Linked DNA regions of Mus musculus: regions 1 and 2 are each linked to region 3. A link is a contact called in public HiChIP or PLAC-seq data. All regions are on one chromosome and are shown on one strand. Each heading gives the region's core, a stretch centred on a gene start, on an enhancer-like site or on the middle of the called end of the contact. The rest is flanking DNA. Distances are from core to core; before and after follow the strand shown.

Evidence for each region. HiChIP or PLAC-seq counts read pairs in DNA pulled down with a chosen protein or histone mark.
Region 1: a contact with region 3 is called in a FOXA1 HiChIP or PLAC-seq map of pancreatic cancer cells. The contact joins two enhancer-like sites. A contact is called at or near these places in 1 of 39 promoter capture datasets (cranial neural crest), 1 of 484 Hi-C or Micro-C datasets (bone marrow-derived macrophages) and 1 of 115 datasets of contacts at active chromatin or transcription factors (pancreatic cancer cells).
Region 2: a RAD21 HiChIP or PLAC-seq map of pro-B cells shows a contact between it and region 3, with 6 times the contacts expected there. The contact joins two enhancer-like sites. A contact is called at or near these places in 2 of 15 datasets of contacts at CTCF or cohesin (large pre-B cells and pro-B cells), 1 of 484 Hi-C or Micro-C datasets (bone marrow-derived macrophages) and 1 of 115 datasets of contacts at active chromatin or transcription factors (pancreatic cancer cells).

Annotation. Positions count from the first base shown.
Region 1 is chr6:146,182,950-146,187,233 of GRCm38.p6, reverse strand. All of the region lies in intron 48 of Itpr2 (inositol 1,4,5-triphosphate receptor 2), which reads left to right. The region is part of intron 4 of Gm35768 (a long non-coding RNA gene); the gene reads right to left. Among named protein-coding and RNA genes, the nearest start is that of Gm35707, 12 kb to the left of the region's middle. Within about 2 kb of position 1,478, at least 44 of the 459 cell types and tissues checked have an H3K27ac peak or open chromatin away from gene starts, as enhancers often do. A contact at or near this core is called in pancreatic cancer cells, where this site is marked.
Region 2 is chr6:146,269,986-146,274,661 of GRCm38.p6, reverse strand. The region is part of intron 37 of Itpr2 (inositol 1,4,5-triphosphate receptor 2); the gene reads left to right. Among named protein-coding and RNA genes, the nearest start is that of Gm35596, 53 kb to the right of the region's middle. Within about 2 kb of position 3,336, at least 182 of the 459 cell types and tissues checked have an H3K27ac peak or open chromatin away from gene starts, as enhancers often do. A contact at or near this core is called in pancreatic cancer cells and pro-B cells, where this site is marked.
Region 3 is chr6:145,903,892-145,908,294 of GRCm38.p6, reverse strand. No RefSeq gene overlaps it. Among named protein-coding and RNA genes, the nearest start is that of Gm32675, 8.2 kb to the left of the region's middle. Within about 2 kb of position 1,999, at least 74 of the 459 cell types and tissues checked have an H3K27ac peak or open chromatin away from gene starts, as enhancers often do. A contact at or near this core is called in pancreatic cancer cells and pro-B cells, where this site is marked.

The sequences.
Region 1 (4,284 bases), core at 229-2,728, 280 kb before region 3:
AATTTCATGAATGTGTAACTACTGGGGGGATTATGTTGCTTCCACATAATTAGAGTGATCAAACATACTTTATTCTGCGTTATCGCAGTTATGTAAGTGAGAGCCTGATGCGCAAGTATTTTGATGAAAGGATCACAATTATATTTTACTTTCTGTCTTGTCTGGGTGTTTTGTAGTAAGCATACCCACAAAATACATGTTTTGATTCTATAATACTGTACATTTATAACACTAATAATCTCATCCTTAGAAACACACAGCCTACAATATACTGAAATGGTGGACAATGAAGGATATTGACTATGAAATTGGTATCATTAATCTGGTAGTGCATGAGCTTTTACAAAAGCAAAGACAGGAATTTGAAGTGAAGCATGAAATTCCATAAGAATTGGGTGGGGTTTTTGAATATTGTTCAGGTTTAGCAAATTGCTTGAGAACAATCTGTTACAGGTATGAGGTACAACCTGGAGAGTAACTTTGGAATGGGTAGAAGAATGGGTGGGAGGCAAACATGAGAGAAATAAGCAAATAATAGCTTTGGAGTGACCCTGGGGCACATAGGGTTGGTGAGATGCTGTCAGCAGAGCATTAGCAGTTCCTGACTGTTGGACCAAGAGTGGTTGTTAGAAGGTGAATACTGTCACTGCCATCCTGAGGGAGACATGAGAGATGGTACCATAACAGCAACAGCTATGTAAGCAAATCTCAGAGGAACTGGAGACAATGAGGAGAGATGGGAGCCCAAGAACAACTGACCGTTTTCCAGTCTTTGTCAGATCCCATGGGCATCAAAGCCTTCATCTTAGCTGCAGTTTGAGCTGGCATAGTTGAGCTTGTTGTGTTTCTGAGTGCACAGCAGGGATGGGGGAATTGTGAACAGTAGAGCAGGCAAGTCACTGCATAGCAGGAGAACGGCAACGAATGCATGCATCCATCATGTGGGCAGAAGTGGGGATGCCTTTCTCTCCCCTTGATCTGGTCTTACTTTGGTGATGAGCTCTTAGTACAGAGGATCACAGATCTTGAGGGTAAGAACCCATCACAAAATGATCAGTTACTATCTCCTGTGCTCAGACCACTGAGGTTACATGGCAGAGCCCCAGTAAAGAGAAATACAGTCTTTAAGATGGAGACAGACCTGGACATCATCTAATATCAACCTTTCATTTGACATACAGAGCCATGAAAACCCAGTGAAGACCTTCAGCCCCTAAAAGAAGCAGATATAACAAACATGAGGCTGGAAGACACAGATCCCTAGGCCATGTAGAGCCTGGTTACTGGGAACAAGTGTAAACATCACTCTTGAAAAAGATTTTTGAGTCAATAATAGTAGCAAGATGGAGGCTCAGTCCTAGGATGCCAGAGTGTGGGTGCTTCTTAGGGAAGGCAGAGCATACACATAGGGCACCATAAAACCCCATGATGAGTCTGAGTCACATGACTACAGTCTGTGTGAGTCAGCTCATGACAACTTTATGACTAAGGTTAAAGTCTTGATCAAAGTCACCACAACCTCTAAGTCTTGACCACACACTGCATATATGGGCAGAGTGGGCAGATATGCGTGGCCACATTGTGCAGAAGAAAACTGCTGTGTGCTGGTGACAGTTCTTGATGCTGGAGTTTTTCAAACAGGCTAAGCACCTGTTCTTTAGGCTTAATTCAAAACTGTGTAAAGACAGGGCGAATGTAAATCAAAGTTCTCCTAGTAAGTGCCTTGGAGTGATGGGGGCAGACAACACGATAGGCTCCAACTGGAAAGGACTTCAGCAGACAGATCTGAGAACGTTTTGAAAAAAAAAAGATCGACAGTCGTATACTATAAAGCATAGAATAAAACCAACCTGGGGTCTGTATGAATAGGGAAAAGATGATGTTCTTTTTGCTACTGTCCCAGTTAAGAAAGTTGAAGAGTGATAGAAATTGTATGTCACCGTTTGGCTAGTCATAATACTCAATGAATGCTCAAAACAAGGGGTGACTATGAAGAAAAAACACAAGAGCGTTGTACTTTAAGAATCTGCCCGTGATATTCTTAAGCAGTAACAATGGGGAGAGGAGTAACTGTAAAACAGAGAAACCACTCAACAATCGTGAGTGATACCCAGGGAAGGCAATCGTGAAAGCACCCAGCAAATTCAGGTCAGACAGACGTCTGTTAACGTGGGCTGTACTGTCCACCCCTACTACAATCTGCTTCAGAGTCACCGAGCCATCATGGCAAGGGGCCAGCAGAGGCAGGTTGCTTTCCTCCTCCAGACATAGTGAATGGTGAGGTGTCAACCATGCTCTCGGAAGCAACTCAGGCTCAACTGTCTCGTACACACGTGGGTTACCATGTTGGAGAACAACATCCTTCAATCATGAGGATGGTGTGCAGTGACTCAAGGAAGATGTTTCAGGGGAGATGTTGCTCAGATGACCACCCTGAGAGACACCATCCACGTCTACTGGAGCTTTAACTGCTAGGCTTCTGTGGAATTTGTTTATGCTAGGGATGGTTCCGGCCATGCCAACTGAATTGTCCTGGCAAAGTAGTCAGTGTTTTTTTTTTTTTTAATCCCAAGATAAACAAGATTTTTAAACCTAGAGGGAGTTCTTCTTTCCTCCCCACATTTTGAATGTACTTCTTCCTCACAAGCATGTTTGCTGAGGAAAATAAGGTTCTTCAAGGTGATTTCAACTCCCTCAGTTTCACAAGTGTTGTTGGGTACCACTGTGCAGTCGGCATAATGCTAGGCTGAGAGACCCTAAGATTAGTAAAGCTGTTTTACCTCAGAGATCTCAAGGTCTAGTTAAAGGACCAAGAGATGAGAAAGACGCAAGACCAATGATGACCAGTGGATTTATGGATGGATGTTGACTTGATCTGGACCTGGGTGTAGGAAGCAGGAGTCTAATGAGCCTGCCCAGGAAGCAGAGGGTTGGGGAGAGCCTAGAGTAAGAAGCAGCCATGCTGGACAGGAAGCCACAGACAAATCATCATGAGACCAAGCTGAGTTCCAAGATGACTGACATTGAATTTTCTTTTATAAAGGACCAACTTCTTACTTCTGAGATCTTCAAAAGTATAGAGGAATTTCTAAAGACATCATCCCAGTAAATATAAGATATGCTTATTATGTGAAATTAATAGAAATATGCAAAACATTAAAGAAAAAGATTCCCACCTGATGGCTAAGGATTGGCTTTAGTGATTTATATTGCTTTTGCTTTTTATTACAGTTACTTGTTTGTTTGAGAGACAGGGTTTCACTGAGTAACCCAGGTTGGCCTAAAATTCACTTTGTAGCTCAGCCTGGTGTTGAACTCAGAGCAATCCTCCTGCTTCAGCTTGCCATGTGTTTAGATACAGGCATGAGTTACCACACTCCACTGAGACTAGCTTTGAAAAATGTTAGACCTGTCTCTAGAGTGACAAAGAGGTTATGTTGTTGTTTGTTGTTGTTGTTGGAGGAGGAGGAGGAGAGGTTGTGTTGTTGTTGTTTGTTTATCTGTTTCCCCAAAGCATGACTCATCAGATTGGAACTAACCTGATGGCTCACAGAGTTTGGATGCCCAGATCTCCTGTAGAAAGCCAGGTATAGCTGCACAACCTGAGTGTTAATAAATATTTAGCCACTTGTTCACTATGAAGTCCCCAGAGCATATTTTGTCTACTTGATAAACAAGTATTGATTGATTGTTGCAAAACACAGTGTGTCAGGGTAGGGCTGCCCCACACATTTGTAGATTTTGTGTTTTAATGGAGACCCGAGAGTCATCACAAACACTGGAATGCTAAAGAAACTCTCTGTATTCCTCATGGAAAGCTGCGGAGTCAAGGCAGATGGCTTGCTTTTGCTAGGTAGAGTACCCATAAACCAGTGTCAAATGTAAGTCAGTAACCTATTTTGATGAGGAAGAAGATGAACTCTCTCTTTCCAATATTTTAAAAATTATCTTCCTTCCTTCCTTCCTTCCTTCCTTCCTTCCTTCCTTCCTTCCTCTTTCTTTCTTTCTTTCTTTCTTTCTTTCTTTCTTTCTTTCTTTCTTTCTTTGTGCAGGTGTTTTGCCTGTGTGAATGTCTATACACCATGTGCATACCTGGTGCCTGTGGAGGCTAGAAGAGGGTATTGGATTCCCTAGGTTTAGAGTCACACACAGTTGTGAGCCACCATTGCTGGGAATTGAACCAGAGTCTTCTGGAAGAGCTAGCAGCAAGTGTTCTTAATTCTGAGCCATGTCTACAGCCACACAACCTTCTTTTAACTCCTGTTTATTTGAAGCTGCCACAAT
Region 2 (4,676 bases), core at 2,087-4,586, 370 kb before region 3:
ACTATCTTGATTATTAGCTGATGTGAGGGTCCAGCCCACTGTGGGCAGCACCATTCTCTAGGCGGTGATACTGGGCTATGTAAGAAAGCTACCTAGGCATGACCCTGGGTGCAAGCCATCTATCAGAATTCTCCCGATGGATTGTGACTCAAACTTCTCCTTGAGTTTCTGCTCTGACTTCCCTCTATGATGGATAGTGGTCTGGAAGCTGAAATAAACCATTTCTTCTGTAAGTGGCTTTTGGCGGGTGGAGTTTCATGTCAGCAACTGAGAGGAGGCAAGGCACATGACCTCCCAATTCCTCTGTCCCCACGTTTGTGAATGTCAGTCTGCTCTTTCTGTAAAGGTTGTACAGCATGTCTTAACTCATGTCATGTGCCTTTTAGTGCCCCACAAGGGTTTTCTGTTACTGGTCAAGAGGAATTCACATTTCTTACCAGATTCCATAGGGCCCAGCATTCCGTCGAGCATCCCAGCCTCTCTCTCCTGTGTGACTGTCCCGTGGTCACATGTCCTCTCTCTTTCTTCATTGGTGCTTTTTACATTGTCTGTTCCTTTTGCCTGGAATGCTGTTCCTATTGTAGTCCGTGTGCCTGGTTGCTTCTTTAGAGTCACATCCAGTGCCTCTCAGGGTGAGCCTATCAGACACAGCTCCTCACTTACTGTCTGTCTTAGCGAGTTTCAGAGGATGTCCCTTCTGGATCACTTCTGTTCTTGTAGTTATGTGTTTCCTCAATGACAGTGACTTTTATGAGACTAAGAACCCCGTGCGTTTCTTTGACTGCAATGTATACAAAGTGTCCTGGACTCACCTAAGCCAATGAAGAATGTAGATTCTATGATGAGAAAGAGGACAGAGCAGTCTGCATGAGGCGGAGAGCAAGGAGCTGGAGACTGTTTGGTACTGCAATGGGAGCCAAGACTCCTGATTCATGGATGATGAATCCCAGCAGGAATGTTGACAGCGATGGACTCAGAAGCTGGGTTCTGGGTCTGGCAGGGTTATACTGGTCTAACTAGGTATAAATTGTGTCCCATGAATGGCTCAGGAATGGAGAGAGAAATGACACTTTGAAGACTTAATTCTTATTGCTTTATGTATAGAGGTGTCTTGCTTGTATGCGTGTATATGTACCATGTGTATGCAGTACCTGTAGAGTCCTAAAGAGGGCATGGCATCCTGGGAACTGGAGTTACAGAGGGTACCCAGCCACCCCGTGGGAGCTGAGAGTTGAACCCAGGCTCCTGAGCAAGAGTAGCCAGTGCTGTTAACCACTGAGCCGTTTTTCCAGGCCCATGAGAAGAGCTAATTTTAAGAAGTAAGTCTTATAGGCCTTAGGGTCACGGAAAGAGAAATATCCTAGAAGATGGGGATCACTGCCTAGGATGGAGCACAGGCAAACGTATGCACACACCATGCTCAGGATACAGTTTGCCGTGTGTTGAGTTTCCTGTTTGTGAGGTATGGAGGCTTGTTTCTGTCATCCTGGAGTATAGATTTGGAGAGTTCAAACTATCTTCCCAAGGTATGATAGTCAAGGCTGTGAGAGTGGAATTCATCCCTGAACTTACTGGCTTGGGGGTTTTGATGAGAGCTGGCTCACTCTTTGAGGTGTACCTGATGTGATGACGTTGGTGAGCAATACCCAAGACAGTGAGGTCCGTGGAAGAGGACTGTAGCTGTCCAGACCGGAACTTCTGAGATGTATTTGAGATATATCTGATCAAGGATAACTTTGTATGTCTGTCATAAAACCCAAACTAAAATGTATCAGACAGAAGGTATAGAAGAGAGGGCGTGGAGACCTGGGCTTTGGAAAGCTTTGGTGATGGGCAGGCCATAGGGACTTGAGGATGCTGCTCTCTTGCTGGTCCCTGTCTTCATGGCTCACCTCCTGGTAGCAATATTTACATTGAAATCTTTTGAAAATCACTTACTATAGTGGGTGCTGTGGAGGAGGACAACTTTGTGAGTGAGGCTGGATTAAGCTTAGGTTTGAACCAGGCTTACTTGCCTATCTTGTCAGGCCTGGATTCATTTTTTAAGCATAAATTATTTGCACAAACTAATAGCATTATTTGTGACATACTTCTGAGTGTCTATAACATATTTTGGTTGCTCCAACTTCAACACCTGTGTATATGGCCTCCCTGCCTCCTTAGATGTCAGTGGGCAGACCATAGAGCAGGGCTACAATTGAGATGCAATATCACAAGTTACCAGTAGGCGTCACTGTTCCATAAATGATGTCTCTTGGAGTAGCTGAGTACAAACCTTTAAATTATATAAATGTTTTCATTTCTTCTCATTGATACTTTGAATTCTCACTATATAATTTTAAATATTCAAGCCAGGTGAGATCAAAACTGTTTCTACCTAAATCTAGTTCAGGTTTTATTCAGAATTCTAGTCATTGGTGTTATTTTAAACAACTCTTCCCCTGTTTAATTTTAGCTACTGTAATATTAAATCGCTTCCTTCGGTATTACTTTGGTATTTAATAAAGACATAGGTGCATCTTGGAATCCTGAAAAACACATGTTTGTCACTTCTTCTGTGTGTTTGTGGGTAGTCTCTGCTTTCTCTTCATGTGTCAAGTTCATACCATCGCAGGTTGCCTGCCAAGCTCTTGTTTTTGAAAATAGCAGGCACACATTGATTGCTTTATACCTGGGTTCAGGATCTTTGTATGTAGATAGACTTTTTTTTTAGAATGAGAATTCGAATACAGAAAAGGATAGGTGTCCATTTGGCATTCAGTGCTTTTTCACTAGGGCCCAGCATTAGCATAAGAGAAGGCCTGGGGGTGCGTAGATGCTCAGTCACATTCACCACACTCATGTGAGCTCAGCGTTAACAGAGTAGCATCACCAGGAAACTAGATATACTCATGATATCTCATGATAGTGCGTGTTCTGTCCAAGCGCTGGGAACAAACCATGTGTGTCTGGAGTTAGTTGTTCCTTGGGGCTCACATTTGGAGAAACACTTATGATTGACAATTGGTTATACTTACTATAACATCTTAAATAAATTATCCCAATGTAGCCACAATCTAAAAGTTTATTTGAAAGGGCAGGGGGAGAGTTGTACAGTGTACATTTGACACCTGCTTTTGCTGTGGCTTGTGGTGACTTCTGTCCTGATATGATCTGTATACAGTGTGATCACTTTTAAAAAAGACCTCTCCCTACTGGTAGGCAGGAAACCGTGTCTTGTGTTCACTGCCAAGAAAGTCCCCAGGCACATGACAACACATGTGTACACTGCATATCAGAGCTGCAGGGTGTGGTTGGAGGAGACACGGACGGCTGAGCCACTGAGGCGGCTCTGCCAGCAGCAGCCTGTGGTTATGTAACTCCTGCAGTGTCTGGCGCTGTGCTTCACTGGAGACAAGTCACGTGCTGTGCAATGCCATTGCCTGAAATTCAGTTGCTCTGAAGGATCCGTGAGTCTGCGTGAGAGAAGCTTTGGCCGCTCTGTACTAGAAAGCAGATGTTGATCGGCTGCACATAACTGATGAGTGTGCACACTAATTCCAGCAAGGACATTTGCTGTCTGTCTGTCTGTATCTCATTATGCTCCTGAAGAGAGAAAATTAAGTATTATGTAATACGGACAAATAATGAAGTGGAGGGAAGCAACTCAGTCCTCCTCACTAGAAAAACTTGTCCCACATCACTTAAAAATATTTTTATGATGATTCAGCAATTAATGCAACAACAACAACAACTATTCCTACTACTACTACAAAAGTAACATACTGGACATTATTTTTGGGAATTTGTGTAGGTAGCAACCAGTATTTTCCCCCAATGCGTGGTCTATGAAGGAAAAAGGAAATTTGCAAATTTTAAGGAACATTAGTGAGAAAAAATTAAATTATGAGTTCAAGTGGACTTTTCTTTTTAAAAGATTTTTATTTTATCTTTGTTTGTGTATGTGCATCTGCATATGCAGGTATCCACATGGGCCGTGGAGGGTGCCAGACCCTTGGGGCCTTTGTCCTTGTGGGGCCATCTTTCCGGCTCTTCAGATAACCTAGAAGGTTATCTGAAGTTAGAAACTTTGGGCAGATTTTACTTTCTTTGTGAGAGTTGTGGAATTGGGACCAGTCAGAAATTCACCCTTATTATATGGCTGAGACTTCAGATTGCATCTCTCAGAAGGAGATCTGGAGTCTGCAGGAAGGCAGCGGTCGGTCGGTGTAGGGAGAGAGGCTGAGGGTTCATTTATCTTCCCTGGGGCCTCACAGAGAACCCAGAATACAGCCAACTTGGGCTCAGCTCTCCTGACCGCCTCTGGCTTCCTGCCTGCAGGATTTCAGCAGTCAGACCGATGCTAATGGCTGTGAGTAGAAATCAAAGGCCCTGAAGCCCAGACTCAGTCCACTCTGCTGTGTCAACAGGGATTAGCTGTTCAGTTCTGTGATTTTGGGTAGGTTCCTCTTAAACTGTAACAAAACCAATGTTGTTCATTTTTTTCCCTCTTGCAAAAGGTCTTTTTATTTTTCTCTTATTCGTTAAAACCTCCGGATGGGAGTTTGTTGAAATCCCCATTTTTATTCCAACCTTATCGTACATATGTGGATTCTGCGTGTTGTTTTCTAACACACTCAAAATGAGATTATAACAATCAGCTCTTTCATAGATGATCTGACTTAGGCGGGACATTC
Region 3 (4,403 bases), core at 750-3,249:
AAAATAATCTGTCTGTCTGTTGGTCGGTTGGTCGGTCGGTCAGTCGGTCTATCTATCTATCTATCTATCTATCTATCTATCTATCTATCTGTTTTCTGAAAAAAAAAATATATATATATTCAGTATCCTCGCAAAGTGAGCACTTTATCTGCCAAGCCTTCTCCTAGTCCTTTAAACAGACATTGATATAAGCAATAAGACACACACAGAGAATAATTATATTTTCCCTGAGAATTTCTCAGTGCCTAAGGTACAGCTGCTTCTGCTGAGAGTCATCATGGGTAGAGTAGTCTACAGAACCTAGTCTGTAAAGGGAGGTCTGGCAGGGGCGGGGTGGAGGCATTGCTTGCCTGTAGCTTCACAAGTAAAAGAGAATAGTAAATGTGGGCTCAGTAAATGCGTGGCTGACTTTTATCAAATGGAGATATAATATCATAAAGAAAATGGGTAAACTTTAAAATAGCCTGGGGGTAGTGGGGGATACAGGTCTAAGTAGCCTTGGCTGTCCTGGAACTCACTATGTAGACCAGGCTGGCCTCAAACTCACAAAGATCCACCTGCTTCTGCCTTCTAAGTGCTAGGATTAAAGGTGTGTATAACAACACCCCGGTAGCTTTGACTTTCTAAAGGATTTATTTTTAACATTTTATATATTTGTGTGTGTGTGTGTGTGTGTGTGTGTGTGTGTGTGTGTGTGTGTGTGTGTGTGTATGGGTATGTATGCATATATCTCTGTATAAATATGTGTATAGGTATGTGTGTAGGCCTGTATGTATGTAGTGTGTGTATGTAGGCTTACGTGTATGTAGTGTGTATGTGTATGTAAGAATGTGTGTATAAGTGTGTCTAAATGTGTGTGTAGGTCTATGTGTGTACATGTGTGTAGGAGGATGTGTGTGTAGGTGTGTGTGTCTATGTAGGTGTATGGTGTATAGAAGTGTATAGGCATGTATGTATGTAGGTGTGTATAGGTATATGTTAGTGTGTTATGTGTATAAGCAGTATGTATATTAGTATGTGCATGTGTATAGGTGTGTGTGTATAGGTGAGGTGGAGGTAGGTATGTGTGTTATGTGTGTATGTGTATAGGCATGTGTGTGACAGGCGTGTGTTAGTGTGTTTATATGTGTAAGGGTGTGTGTGTGTGTGTGTGTGTATAAGTGAGGAGGGATAGGTGTGTGTGTTAGTGTGTGTATGTGTGTAGGGGTGTATGTATATGTGTATGTGTGTAGGTAAGGAGGGATAGGTGTGTGTGTTAGTGTGTGTGTATGTGTGTGTGTGTGTGTGTGTGTGTGTGTGTGTGTAGGTTTTGCATACAAGTGCAGGTACCTGCAGATGCCAGAAGAGAATGTTGGACTCTCCTGGATAAGCTTCTGACACTGAAGCAGCTGTATGTGCAGACTGGGTTGTTTAGGATGTACAAACAAATTATGATTCCATGGGTGGATGAAAAGGACTTTGATATTATTTATAAACAACGTGACCAAATGAAATGGTCACAGGTCCCTGAAGGACAGCTACTAGGGGCAACAGAGAGGAGCAGCCGGCAGTGCACTGCACAGATCCACATAGGTACCTAGATGAAGGAACAGATACTGAAAGTGTTCACACGTTCCCTCCTTGATCAGAGAGCGTGGGCCAGAGGCCCACAGTGTGCTAGGCTGATACTGTTGTAAGCACTTGAGTCAAACCATTGGCTTTGGGGGCATAGGTTTAGGAGGGCTAACAGTAAGCAATAGATATAATATAGGAATTAATTGTAATTATGTCAAGGGAGGATAACTATCCAGAGAGGAAAGAAAACACTGCCTGGAACAGAGAGTCAGGAGGCTCAGAATGACAGGCCAGGCCACAGACTGTAAAGACTTAAGCAAAGATCCAAGAAGCCATGGAGTAAGCCAGAGGCTGTCACCTCTGGAGACAGCTCCAGGCAGAGGCGCTAAGGCCAGTCCCTGGGGACCAGGGACAGATGTGGTCAGGAATAGCAGGGCGGTGACTCATGTGGCTGAAAGGCAGCAGGGCGGGAAGCTGATGAGGCTGGAGGTCAGTGAGGTAGAAAGTCCCAGGAGTCCTGGGCAGATCTTCCTGACACTGAGTTGTTCTGTTAGGAAATCATCAGGGACTGCTGGACAAGAGGGAGATAGAATCTCACTTCCTACCCAGGCTGTTGGGTGAGGATCAGGCTGAAGGCAGCAAAGGTCTTTGTGAGGTTACTGCCAAAGCTCTAGGTTGAAGTGACTCCAGTAATGGGGACATGGGGACAGTGAGAGTGCTTGCTTGCTCTGTCTCTCTCTCTCTCTCTCTCTCTCTCTCTTATGGGTTTAGAGCTTTATTGTAGAAAGCAGGGGGAAAGAGAGAGAGAGAGGCTGGCCATGGCTACCTGGAGACAGGGGGAAGGGAGAGAGAGAATGAGGGCTAGAGATGAGAGTAAGAAAGGTGAAAACTTGAACATGAGAGTGCTTTCTTAGGGGACAGGGGACTATGTGTTATAACAGGAATAAAGTGATCCTGGAGCTACCAGACAAGCTCTCCCAATAAAGAAACACGTACAAATGTGTGTATGTATGTATGTATGTACATATGTGTGTATATGTGTGTATGCATGTGTATGTATATTGTGTATGTGTATATATGTTCATGTTTATGTGTTTATGTGTGTGCATATGTGTGCATGTGTCTATGTCTGTATATATGTGTGTGTGTATATATATGTGTGTATATGTGTATACATGTGTTTATGTATATGTATGTGTATATGTATGTATATATATGTGTGTATGTGTATATGTGTGTATATACATGTGTGCATGTATATGTATGTATATGTGTGTGTGTGTGTGTGCGTGTGTGTGTTACAGATGGTAAATGGTGCTTCTTGCACTGTTTTTCAAATCAACTGACAGCCTTTGGTGAGTGGTCTGCTTTGACGGTTTGGTTTCTCTAGGCTGGAGGCGAAGCTCTTCTGTGACCTACCACAGTGGGTTTTGTGTGTTTGCTCTAGTTACTACTCAGCCTGTGGGAGGTGTGGGCTGACTTCACTAAGCTTATTTGAAAGTAAAAGACCATTGTGGGTGGGGACAAGGGCAGAGGAAGAATATAAAGTAGGTGCCCATTTTTTATTTTAAAAACCAAAGGACATTATTTTCCCAGTTTTCCTCTTTTTAAAAAAAGATTTGTTTTTATATTTCATTGGTGTATATGTGTTCCCGTAGGGGGGAGGGGGTATGAAACAGATGAACAGACAGACAGACACGAGCAAATGCCTAAGGAAGCCAGAAAAAGAAATCAAATACCCCGGAGAGTTACTGCTTGACACGGGTGCTGAGAAACGAACTCCCATTCTCTGCAAGAGCAGGGAGGGCTCCTAACCAGAGTCCTCTCTCCAGGATCCTACATTTCTCATGATCCAATATTGAGGATCACGAACTATCCAGGGTGCACCCTAAGGTGTTGGCTCTTTTTCTTTCAAAAGGGACTGTCCCTTTACTGTCCTCTGCAGCCTGAATCACACCCTGTAATAAGGACTCCCCCTACCCCCAGGCTAGGGTGGGTCTGCTTCAGCTTCCAGCTGCTGGCCCTCAAGGCTCTGGAAGAGATCTGGTTCTACACCCTTAGGGGCAGACAGTGCCACAGGGACCATGATTCCCCAATCTCTTCTTCAGTATTCCCCAGACCGTTTCAGAGGTGGCTTTTGGCTTTTTTCTTTTTTTCTTCTTTCTTTTTCTGCTTGGCTTTTTCTTTTTTGAGATAGTGTCTCTCTATAGCTAGCCCAGGCTAGCCTTGAACTCACTATAATGACTGGCCTCAGCTCATAATAACTCTCCTGGTTCTGATGAGCCTTTGCCTTGAAACAAATCACCTATGCAGTTTCTTAGCCGATCTAGGACAGAAGCGAAAGGAACATGGCTGGGTGCCACCCATACTCAGCACTAGCTGCTCTGTGGGATCCTGACCTGAGCCGCACATCCATCTGTCCAGAGGCCAGAAACTGATGCTCCCTCCCTGGGCCTGCTTCTGGCCCGATTGCTTGGTGGTTCTGTCCTGTTTAATCCAGTTCACTGATGTTACCACCATTGTTTCTAGGTCTAGGTATACTCTTGTCTGAGCGAGTGAGTTAGTACAGAGTGAGGCTTGGGGTTCCCTGCTGCTTTCTAAAGTCCCTCTGTCTGCTCTTCCCCAAACCCAGGGCTCAGTCCCAGAGCTCCCAGCCCTGCCTCCTGAGGTCCATCTGCCATGCCTACCCCACGGCCTGCCTGTGCTCTCTAGCCAGGGCCTTCTTCCTCCTTATCCATCATGGCCGGGATTGGTGGAGTCAGGCTCCAGCCCTCTGCTAATCCACACTATCCATATGATTCCGGTTGTACAGTTACAGTCGACACATTTCCTGCCTTCTAACACAGAAC